Regions from separate parts of the Sus scrofa genome. Here region 1 is linked to region 2. A link is a contact called in public HiChIP or PLAC-seq data. All regions are on one chromosome and are shown on one strand. The core of a region is the stretch at or near the end of the contact, and the rest is flanking DNA. Distances in the headings are between cores, read along the strand shown.

The links. HiChIP or PLAC-seq counts read pairs in DNA pulled down with a chosen protein or histone mark.
Region 1: an H3K27ac HiChIP or PLAC-seq map of alveolar macrophages shows a contact between it and region 2. The contact joins the promoter of CEP85 here to the promoter of ZNF593 in region 2.

The regions. Positions count from the first base shown.
Region 1 is chr6:83,647,887-83,653,323 of Sscrofa11.1, forward strand. CEP85 (centrosomal protein of 85 kDa) reads left to right here and starts at 3,125. Exons shown (of 15, transcript XM_021095615.1): 1 at 3,125-3,289.
Region 2 is chr6:83,587,288-83,593,461 of Sscrofa11.1, forward strand. ZNF593 (zinc finger protein 593) reads left to right here and starts at 3,553. Exons shown (of 3, transcript XM_021095611.1): 1 at 3,553-3,894; 2 at 4,129-4,191; 3 at 4,275-5,997. The coding sequence starts at 3,695. The coding sequence ends at 4,416.

The sequences.
Region 1 (5,437 bases), core at 1,875-4,374, 60 kb after region 2:
GGTTAAGGATCCAGCGTTGCTGTGAGCCGTGGTGTAGGTCGCAGACACACCTCTGATCCCGTACTGCTGTGACTCTGGCCTAGGCCGGTGGCTACAGCTCCTATTGGACCCCTAGCCTAGGAACCTCCATATGCTGTATTTGCAGCCCAAGAAAAGGCCAAAAAAAAAAAAAAAGAAAGAAAGAAAGAAAAGAAAAGACAGAAGCAAGGCAGTAATACATACGCAAAAAGAAGAGCATGGGTGCGGAAGTCCTCCTCAGTGGGGACTGTGCCAGAGAGGTGATTTAATTTTTTTTTTTTTAGGGCCGCACCCGCGGCACATGGAGGTTCCCAGGCTAGGGGTCGAATCAGAGCTGTAGTTGCTGGCCTACACCACAGGTCATGGTGACACCGGACCCTTAACTCACTAATCAAGGCCAGGGATCGAAGCCACAACATCATGGTTCCTAGTTGGATTTGTTTCCGCTTTGCTGCGACAGGAACTCACCAATTATCTTGTTTTATTTTTCACATTTAACTGCTTCCCCTCATCTCCCGACCTCCCGTGTGTGTGTGTGCACACCTGCGCATGCACACCTTTTGGCCAAGATGGATTCCAGAGCAAAGGTTTCTGGGATGGTATCAGACCTGGTGCCCCTTCCCTTTTTGACCCCTGAGTCTTACTGTGCATGTGTAATTGGGAAGGTCTTGACCCCAGAAGTGATTGAAGTGATCACCTTATCATTTACTCCAGCAGAAGTCAGCTCCTGCCATTAACTTTTTCCTTGAGGTGTCAAAGCAAAGCCCAACTTACTCAGCCTAACAAGTCCCAGCTGTTCTCAGCCCAGGGGGCCCATCCACCTCCTACCTCAATGTCAAATGATAGTTCCATTTATATATTTTATTAAAATGCACCAAAATCTTTTAAAATAATAAAGTAACTGAAGATCAAAGATGACCTCATAATGAAAAATTGTGAATAGTCTCTGAAATTAGCACCCAAAGTCTTTGATAAAATATAAATGAGGAGTCATTCACAAGTGAAAATTGATACTGAGACCAGGACCTGGGACCGAGGTCCATTTGCTGCAGTAGCTGTGATGCTTGCATCTAGACAAACATCTCCTGGAGCAACAAAATACAAAGAAACTATAAGGGACTAAAAATAACTGCATGCATGGGAAGTTGAGGCAAATCATGGGCAAGAAGATACAAAAAAACTAAAAACCCAACTGCCACTTCTAAAGAGCTGAGAGCAAAAGCAGGGCATCGGGAGCAGAAGCAGGGTACTATATGTGCCTCCAGCACACACCACCACCAAAGAGGAGGCAGATCACCTAAGCCACCCCTCTGGCCCGACCCCTGGACCCACCGTACTCTCACACCATATAAGGAAGCAGCTGGCGGTGCCCAACGCCCACAAAGAGAGAGCAAGCAAGGAAAATTACTGTTTTTAGGGCCACACCTACAGCATATGGAAGCTCCTATGAGTCGAATTGGAGCTACAGCTGCTGGCCTACGCCACAGCCACAGCAACTTGGAATCCGAACTGTTCTGTGACCTACACCACAGCTCAAGGCAACACCAGATGCCTAACCCACTGAGCAAAGCCAGGGATCCAACCTGGGTCTGCCTGGATACCTGTCGAATTTGTTACCACTAAGCCACAAGGGGAACTCCCCAGTAAAAACTTGCCTGACTTTTCCTGTCTGGCCTCAGCAATTTCCATTGATTAAGAAGGCCAAGGGCCCTGGACAAACAGTAACAGTACTATAAGATGATAATGGAGTTATTTTTACAATATAGCTACCCATTGGAGAAAGCTGTACAAACATACTGTTTGCCAATTATAAATTTAAATCTCAGCACTTCCAGTTTCCAGTCTGGTTTCTCTTGCATTCTCCACATCAGCTCTTCCCCATTCTTCTCAGTCCTCTAAACACCCCTGTTCCCTCCCTCCTTATAGAAGCTTATCACCAAAGAAATAGAAGCCATTAAGTGGCTGTTCCCACAACCCACCAAGCCTACTTCCTACCCTCCAGTCCACTGTTACTTGTTCTGTAGTCCCAATAAATCCTTGCCTAAATTTCTTTTCTTTTTCGTATTTTTTAGGGGCACACCCATGGCATATGGAGGTCCCCAGGCTAGGGACCTAATCTGAGCTGTAGCAGCCTGCCTATGCCTCAGCCACGTGGGACAGCCACGTGGGATCTGAGCCGTGTTGGTGACCTATACCACAGCTTATGGCAATGCTGGATTCTTAACCCAATGAGCGAGGCAAGGGATCGAACCAAGTCTTCATGGATGCTAGCTGGGTGTGTTAACCACTGAGCCACTACGGGAACTCCCCAATCCTTGCCCGAATTATGTATCTGGCCTCTTTATCAATTTCTATGGAGTCCAAGAACCCTGGTCAGTAACAATTATAGTTACCACGTTTTATCATACAACTTTTTAGTTTTTAAAATTATAGTTGATTTACAATGTTGTGTCAATTTCTCCTGTACAGCAAACCAACCCAGTCATATATATATACATACATTTCTTTTCTTATATCCACACAACTTGTTAATGCCTCTCCCTTCCAAGTCAGGTTTCCAGATATCTTGAATTTTACTATACTTTGGCTGATGTCTTGGTCTCTTTTAAATAATTTCAGCTGATTCTTCAAGTATATATTAATGCAAATAAACGTAGTTCCTTTTCCTAGGGACCAAGTTTGAGTAGGGAGGCAAGATCGATCCCTTACCCTTCAACCTGAGTCCTGGTCACAGACTGACCACTGACTTTATAACCCAGACCAAGTTCCGACCCTGACAAGTGACCCTGGCTACACTCTAACTTCTGGTCACGACGCGACGCCCTGCTTCAAGTGGGAGTGGTGGGGAATGGGAGGAAGGTGGACAGGTTAGGTATCCTGGAATTATCTGCGCTGGCTTCCAGCTTGTTCCGCACCAGGCCCAAGCAGCCACTTTAAGCTCAGGTGACCAGGGCTCGGCCCACAGGCTAGAACCGGCAAGGGGGAGAGACTGCAGAGAGCTGCGCCGAGGTCATGCGCAGAGAGAACCGTCGGTTCTCAGCGCGGAGGGCGGCGTGCAGGGGCGGGACACCCGCGCGGCCCGACTTCTGATTGGCTGCAGGAGGGCAGAAAGGGGCGGGGCCAGGACGGCGCGCGCTCTGAGGCGCGCGGCCTGGCGGGTGGGTAACGGCCGTTACCCGAACTGAGGGACCGAAGCGCCGCCCGCGGCTGACGTGGTGGCCGCAGTTGGCGTCCCTGAGTGAGGGATTTCGCCGCCCGCTTTCAGGCCCACGTAAGTCCTCCTCCCCTCGGGGGCCCGGTCGGACTGACAGACCCTGTCCCAGCCTTGGAGAGCCCAGGCGGAGCCTCAGGCGCGCTCGACCTGCCTCGGTGAGGGGGCCGCGGCGGAACGCAGCGCATGCGCAGAGCAGCTGTGCCGTCCCTCTCGGGTTGCTCACTGCCCCGGCTTTTTGAAATAATGCCCCCACCCCACCCCACGCCTCTTCAGGTCTCTGTCGCCTCCGCCCTCATCGCCTTGCCCCTTTTCACACACTCCACAGTAATCGCGGGACGTCTGTAAGGACAGGCCCTGTGCCCGCTCGCCGGGGTACGGCGGTACCAAGTTCCTTACCCTACGGGAGCGCACAGTCCCGGGAGAGGAGTAGGCGTCCGGCGGGTGGTTGCTCGGCCAGCACTGTCAGTAGAGCAGGTGGAGCAGGACCCGGGCGCGGAGGAAGTGAAGTTGGAGCCGCGATTTGGAGAATGAATAGAGAAGGAAGGTCGGGGGACAGAGCGGTTGCAGGCGCTAGGCTGGAGTTTCTCAGCCCGCGCGACTTTGCCCCCCACAGGGTATTTGACAGTGTCTGGAGACACTTTTAGCCCTCACTTCTCGAGGTTTACTCCTGGCATCTGGTGGGTAGAGGCCGGGAAAGCTGCTAAACGGCCTGCGGTGTACGGGACAGCCCCACAAGGAAGACTTAGCCTAGCTCCGATGTCGGTAGCACGGAGATTGAGGAAGCCTGCTATAGACAGGGAGGTTCTCTGCATGCACACAAAGTGTAGTAAAAATTGTTTCTGCAGTAGAGGGTGTTCAGCACTTACTTCATCACAGTAACACGGGGCTGGGGGAATCAGAACCTTTTTGTCTTTTATACCCATCTGCTTCCACCACATGGCACAGAGCCAGGCAGATTGGAGGCACTCAGTGAATTTTGGTTGGTGAATTGAATACTGTGTGCTAGGAAGAGAGGAGGAGTAGTACAAAGACCATTAAGATAACCATGCCTCATTACTTACCTTTAGGCCTTGTCTGTTTTGTAATGATCAGTGGTGTTAAGTGTCTCAAGACCAGTTCTTTGTAAAGGCAACCTCTTAGCAAGGATCTGGCTTCTCTTTCTTTAGGTCTGGTTTAATGAATGATCAAGGCGATGAAAAGAGTGTGATGGTGTGAGATTCTTAATGTGTCTTTGTCAGCTGTTTGTGTGTCTTTTGAAATCCTCTCCTGTCTTGATGTGGTTCTAGCAACAGCTGCCACGTGTGTTCCCCACCAAGGTTGTAATTCTTCAAGGGGGGAAATAGTTGTCAAAGTCAAAGTCTAATTCTTGGATAGCAACTTGAAAAGTAGAGCCTGGGTGGTGACCAAGGGGAAAGTGAAGAAATTTTATGAACTGTTTCCCCCCCCCCCCCACTTCTAACTGTTTTGGGACATGCAGCTGTGGCTATATCTGAGGTAGAAACTACAGCTTGTGGTGCCCTAGTAATTTCTTTTATTTCTTTTTGTTACACACAGAATGCTGATAGGATTCCAGTAGCTTTAGAGCACAGTCCTGGCTTTGAAACCTCTTCCCAACTGTACACCCTTCACTTCTTTATTTTCTTTCTTTCTTTTGTTTGTTTGTTTGTTTTTTGCTTTTTGGGGCTGCACCTGTAGCATATGGAGGTTCCCAGGCTAGGGGTTGAATCAGAGCTACAGCTGCCGGTCTTTGCCACAGCAACATCAAATCTGAGCCATGTGTGCGACCTACACCACAGCTCATGGCAGTGCTGGATCCTTAACCCACTGAGTGAGGCCAGGGATTGAACCTGTAACCTCATGGTTCCCAGTTGGATTCGTTTCCACTGTGCCAGGACAGGAACTCCTATTTTCTCATCCATAAAATGAGGATAGTAATAGTAACTACCTCATAGGTTTGACGTGAGCATTAAACATAAGACATACTATAGACTCTTTAGTGCAGTACTTGATGGGTAGTAAGGACAGGCATACCTCAGAGATGCTGTGGGTAGAGTTCCAGACCACAGCAATAAAACAAGTCAGATTTTTTTGTTTCCCAGTGCATGTAAAAGTTATGTTTATACTATAGAGTATTAAGTATATGATAGCATTATGTCTTTTTTAAATGTACGCAGCTTAATTTAAAAATACTTTATTGCTCCTAAC
Region 2 (6,174 bases), core at 2,303-4,802:
CTCTGGCTGACTAGAGAAATAGAAACAGCGGGAGGCTGGCCGTCTCTAGTCCCCCAGGGTCAAAAAGACAAACAGACCCAAAGGAAAAGACATGTAAGAAGGGGGACCCCAGACCAGACAGACCCCCCCCAACACACACAAACACACACACACATACTGGTCAGCACAGGGCTCTGGTGGCAGCAGCTTGTCCTCATCTTCTTTGTTAAACAGAGATGACATTGTCAGCCAACCTTTCATCCCAACCCCCTGAACCTGGGGGGAGGGGCCAGGAGTCAGGGAGGGGCCCCAGTGCCACCTCCCAGGACTCCAGAGCAGTTTCTGCCAGGCTTCCCAGAGCTGAGGTGGAAGAAAGGAGAACTCACCCGGCGGGCCAGCTGTGACATGGGATTGAAGTCCTCTTCATTTGGTTCTGCCATCTCAGACTCCACTGACGCTGGGGTCTCCCTCTGGGACACAAGACCCCCCACCCAGCATGAGATAGGCCCCAGAGGAATGGAATTCCCATCCCCCCTGCTAGCCCGGTACACACAGACCAGGCACCCAAACCCCACAGAACGAAGCACACACCTAAACCCTTCACACCTTCCAAAAATGCATACAGGTGTACCCCTACGCAAAGCTACCAGTCACTCACGTGACCTGTAGAGTAAATCCCTGCAGACACATACCTGCCCACCCACAGACACATCCCATTCTCACCCCAAAACATGAAGGCAAGGGCCTGCAAGCCGATATAGACACACACCTGTGCCTGAGCATGCCTCCGCATGGCTACACCTCTTCGCCTGTACATGCATATATGCACTGTGAGGCACCGACACAAGGACACTTCCACAGTTATACCATTCACACCTGTGTACTCACAACTGCAGACAGCTGCACAGAGGCCCACCCACAGCACCAAAAACTGCTCCACCCATCCCCAGACCCCAAGACACAGATATGCACTCACATAGACTGTACAGCCATAATACCTGCAAATGCCTGTATGCCTCCATAGACTTCTGCCCCAAATGTAAACACCTGAAAATACCTGTACCCAGCTGACACCTGCACATACACTTTAATGGAACTCCACCCAGACGCCAACCCTAAGACTGACCTGCAGATCTTCTACACAGGGCCAGCCCCAGACACCAACCTGTCTAGATGTACACTTAGTCACACTCACATCCACACACACCAGATGACCCCAGAACTAGTTCCTGCCTCTGCCATATGTATTTGAGCAATTGCCACTTATCACAGCCTCCAGAGGTAAGACTGTTTTGGAGCCTTTTCAATTTTTCTTTTTCTTTTTATGGCGGCATATGGAAGTTCCCAGGCTAGGGGTCAAATGGGAGCTGAAGCTGCCGGCCTATGCCACAGCCACAGCAACACAGGATCCGAGCCGAGACTTTGACCTACACCACAGCTCGAGGCAACACCAGATCCTTAACCCATTGAGCAAGGCCAGGGATCAAACCCACGTCCCCATGGATACCAGTCAGGTTCTTAACCCGCTGAACCACAAGGGGAACTCTGAATTTTTTTTTTTTTAATGCCGAGACAAACATGGTCGAAGTATGGTTCTGACCTGATGCTGCCACAGTGACCCGCGGTGTAATAACACCACTTCCCCCAGTTCCTGTACTGTGGGCTCGCTTCCTCTCAAGGCAGGTCATCCCGCTTCTGCTCAGTGCTGCCCATTAGAAAGTTGTGTCAAGCTGAGTGTATCCATGTGGCAGCCCGTAGGTTCCAAAAGGATCCATTCCATGTGGTAGCCTTTGAGATCTTTGTAGACAGCGACCACTCTGCCCCTCAAATCTCCCTCGGTTTTCTGGAGTGTCCTGGCTTTCTGACACTGCACTATGCTGCATCATCCCTGAATTGCTAGTGGCTCCTGCACAAATCTCACTCTCCCAGAGCCTGTCCCTTGCCCTTCTTTGCACCTTTCACTCATGCTGCCCCTCTGCCCGTGCCCCATCTAGCACACAGGACAATACCCACCTCCTCTGCCAGGTCCTCCTCAGATTCGCCACTCAGGGTCTGTAGCACTTTGGATTTGTAGGTCTTCCAAAAGGCCTGGTTCATGGCTGCAGGGGAAGCGGGCCTGGCACCCAGGCACGGGAAGGTGGTGGCTCAGTGGGTACCCAGTGGGTCTGGCTCCAGGAACTTGGTGAGGCTGAGAACCTGTCCCAGGGATCAGGTGACCTCATTAAAGATGCACCAGCCTCCCCAGATGGCACAGTGCCCAGCAGATGAACCTGATCCAAAGGAGTCCGTGATGAGAGCCAGATTCTGCCACCTCACCCCTTGTCTTAGCCCATATTGGCCAGGAATGATGAAAACTTCTCTCTCCACAGAAGCCTCCTTCCTGGGCCTAGGAGTTCTTGAATTTGATCATTTGGAATGGCTCCAGAAAAGTCCTCTTCCATTCATGAAGTCCATTTACAAAGTCCTTGGGCTCAGGACCCACTGTGGTGCCCCGATGACTGCAGCCCTACAAGCTGCGCCCTTAATAGGGCCCTGCCCTATACCTACACTCAGCCTCTGTGAACCGGAATGGGAGGTCCCAAGGCCCATGGTCAGTGCCCTGGGCTTACATTTCACTGCTTTGTCTGGGCTGGAAAATGATTCCTCTCCCCAGGGATGCACGTGCCTCTCTCCCTGTTTCCTGGCTACAGGTTCCAAAGAACTGGAGCCCCTGAATTATTGCTGAGTTCCTCTGGTCAACCTGGAAGGCACCAGGTTCTGATGCGAGGGGAAAGGCTCTCTGGCTCTATTCCCACTCTGAGTACACAACACCTAGGTTGTACCTCTCTCTGCCTTTGATGCCAGGCCAAGCATCAAAAGATGAGAAAGTAGTCAAAGATGAGAGGTCCTTCTGTGAGGACCTCCTTTCCTTGTGAGAGGATCTGACCCCTCTTAAGACTAACAGGATGCCTTCCATGAGAACACGGGTTCAAGCCCTGGCCTCGCTCATTGGGTTAAGGATCCTGCATTGCCGTGAGCTGTGGTGTAAGTCACAGACTCAGCTCAGATCCCGCATGGCTGTGGCTCTGGCATAGGCCGGCAGCTACTGCTCCAATTAGACCCCTCGCCTGGGAACCTCCATATGCCGTGGGTGCGGCCGTAAACACACACACACACAACTCACAGGATAGGAAAAACCGGGGACAGGTGAGAAGTGCCGAGGCTTTCTCAGGAACCTGAGATGTCTCAGCAAGTCCTGCGAGGGCCGCGATCCCAAACGTATTCATTTTCATTCATTTATTAATTCATTAACATCACATTGTTCAGTGCTTCCAGGGAGATGTAGCATGCCCCCCCACCCCCATCCCAACGCGGAGTCTAAGATCTGGGAGCCTGGAAGAGGTGATGGGGCCAGAGGACGGCACTGAGATAGGATGGGCCAGGCGGGGCGGGTAGGGCAGCGGACCACCCTGAAGCCCCCAGGGCACGCACCACCCGCCCCTCCAGCGACCTAAGAGGACGCGCTTCCCGGAGCCCCGCCCCGAGTTCGGTCACTGACGTCGAGGGCCTCCTGAGGGCGCTCAAGGGCGCTGCTCGCGCGAGTGACGTCATCAGAGGCGGTCCGCCGGAGCCTGCTCAGTCCCCGGCGTCACATGGCGTCACTGCACAGTCCGGAAGTGCCCACACGTGTCCTCCCAACTCGGCTCTAGGCCCGTTGGTCCCGCTGTTACCAGCAATGGGTCGCTCTCGCCGAACCGGCGCACACCGAGCGCACTCCCTGGCCCGCCAGATGAAGGCGAAGCGGCGGCGGCCGGACCTCGATGAGATTCACCGCGAGCTGCGGCCCCAGGTTGCCACAAGGACCCGACCAGACCCCGGCGCCGAGCCCGACCCCGACCTGCCAGGGGGCGGCCTGCATCGCTGTCTGGCCTGCGCGTGAGTCCCGGCCGGCTGCGGCCTGAGGAGGAGAAGGGTCGGCCTTTCGGGCTGGGGGTGTTGAGATCCGGGCCCTAGGGAACGCAGGGTTTTCTTTCCTGGGATTCATGGGTCTGCTGGCCTCCCATCCCTTCAAGCCTGGAGCCTAGCATCGGGAAATGAGCTAGGGTCAGGGAGATAGGTGTACCTGAGAGGCATCACCTTCTCACTTCTCCTTACCCCCCATCCCTACAGGAGATACTTCATCGATTCTGCCAACCTGAAGACCCACTTCCGATCCAAAGACCACAAGAAAAGGTATAAGAAGAGAATTAATGGATGGGTGTCGGGCAGGCGGGACTCGAATCTGGTCAGCTCTCAGTTCCTGTTCTTTTTCCCAGGTTGAAGCAGCTGAGTGTGGAGCCCTACAGTCAGGAAGAGGCAGAGAGGGCAGCGGGTATGGGTTCCTATGTACCTCCCCAGCGGCTGGCAGTGCCCACAGAAGTATCCACTGATGTCCCTGAGATGGACACATCTACTTGACAGATCCTGAGAATTCAAGGCAGAAGAGTTGCCCATGGACAGTGATGCAAGGGCCAGTCTGGGAGAGACTGTACCAGTCTGTTTTGGCCCGGGGTTTGGGGAGTGGATGGCCTCTTCCCAGTGCCCTCCCTCCCAATAAAATAACTGGATAAAGGGGGCTTGCCCCTGACTCTAACCCCCAGGCCACTACTCCAAACTCATGTCCTGTAAGTTTCTCTACTACTCCTGTGCATGGGACCCAGGCTGCTTGGGCTTTATCCACCTTTGGTACCTGTATCCTTACCTTCCCTCTGGGATCCTGGCATCTGAGCCGAAACCCCCCATTGGAGCCTAGGTGTGTGGGCTGGGTAAGATCAGGTTTATAACAACCCTGCTTCTAATGAGGGCAGGGAGTGATCCCCAGAAAAGAAGTAGGCTCCCAAGATTATAGCTGTCGCTGAGTTACATACCCCCCCAGGGCCCAGGTGGAGGCTGCCCGCTTCATCATGGGGCCTGTGGCGGCCGTCGCTGCCCCACCATCTTCCAGACTGCATAGCAAGAGCCGCCCAGCCCGAGGACAGCCAGCAGTGCAGCCACAATCCCAGCCAGTGGACTCCGGGGCTCTGCCTTCAGCTCCCCGGCTATCTGCATCTGGAAATGCACAGAGGGTCCGCCTGAGGGGTCATTTGAGACCTCTGGGAAGGTGGGGGGTGGAAAGGGGCTGAGTTAGGGGAAGGAGATATGGATGCCACTGCTGCCCCAGGGAGATTCCACCCCAATCCCTCTCGCTTCATTGCCCATCTAGGCCCCGGCTGCTCAGGCGGCAGGGAACGTGACAGCCTGGCTGCCGGGTGTCAACCCAGCCATGGTAGGGGGAGTAAGGGGTCGATGGCAGAAGCCATTGGTTAAGGGTACGTACCTGTAGCACTCGAAAGTAGCCAGGGGTCAGGCGTGGAAATCGCATGGTGGGTGCTGCTAGTGTCGCTGGTGTCCTGTGGGGCGGAAGCGGGAATGAAGACCAGTGGCGTTTGTGGTACCAAGAAGCGGAAATCAGGGCGCAGGGTTTCCTGACCTCTCATACGCAAGAGAGCCATGCCCTCAGAGGATGCTCACCAGTGCCTGCCTTCCCAGGTCTGGCAGGGGGCGGAGCAGCTAGACCTTTAAATCTGTCCCTTCCCCCGCCTGCCCGCCCTGCCAGCCTTAGGAACAGCTGTCAGGAGAGATCAGCATCAGGCCTGAGCAGCACCTCCCCCAGCCACACGGGCAGTCCAGGCTGGGCAGGCAGGAGAGGTCTTGCCTGGGAGTATAGGGAAGTTTCAGACTGGGACCAGGTACGGGAGGGCCTCCCCAGCCCTGGCCTTGGCCCAGTCCCTGCTTTAGTCGATTGGATGTCACCAATCAGCTCTCAGCAGAGGCGGGATTGGGTGCCGTATTAGTACCCCCTTCCAACTGGAGTAGGCCTTTTTCACTTGGTTTCTCTTAATCAACCACACCTATGCTGGGGGAGGGCACATTGCACCCCTTTCCCTTGGAGGAGTCCCTGTAGGGACTTCCCAATCTTAGCTTGGGCACAATAATAAAAGATCTGCATCTACTGATAAAGAAAGCTGTCCAAATCGTGCTTTAAAAAAATAGTAGCTGACGGCTGGGCATTATTCTAAGTACTTTACGGGTATTATTTCATTTCACATTGATTATCTCATTAAAATGGGGGAAGCATTTTTGCAGAATAGCATGTAGAGATTCTGCATATAGAAAGAATGGAAGAGAAATGCAACT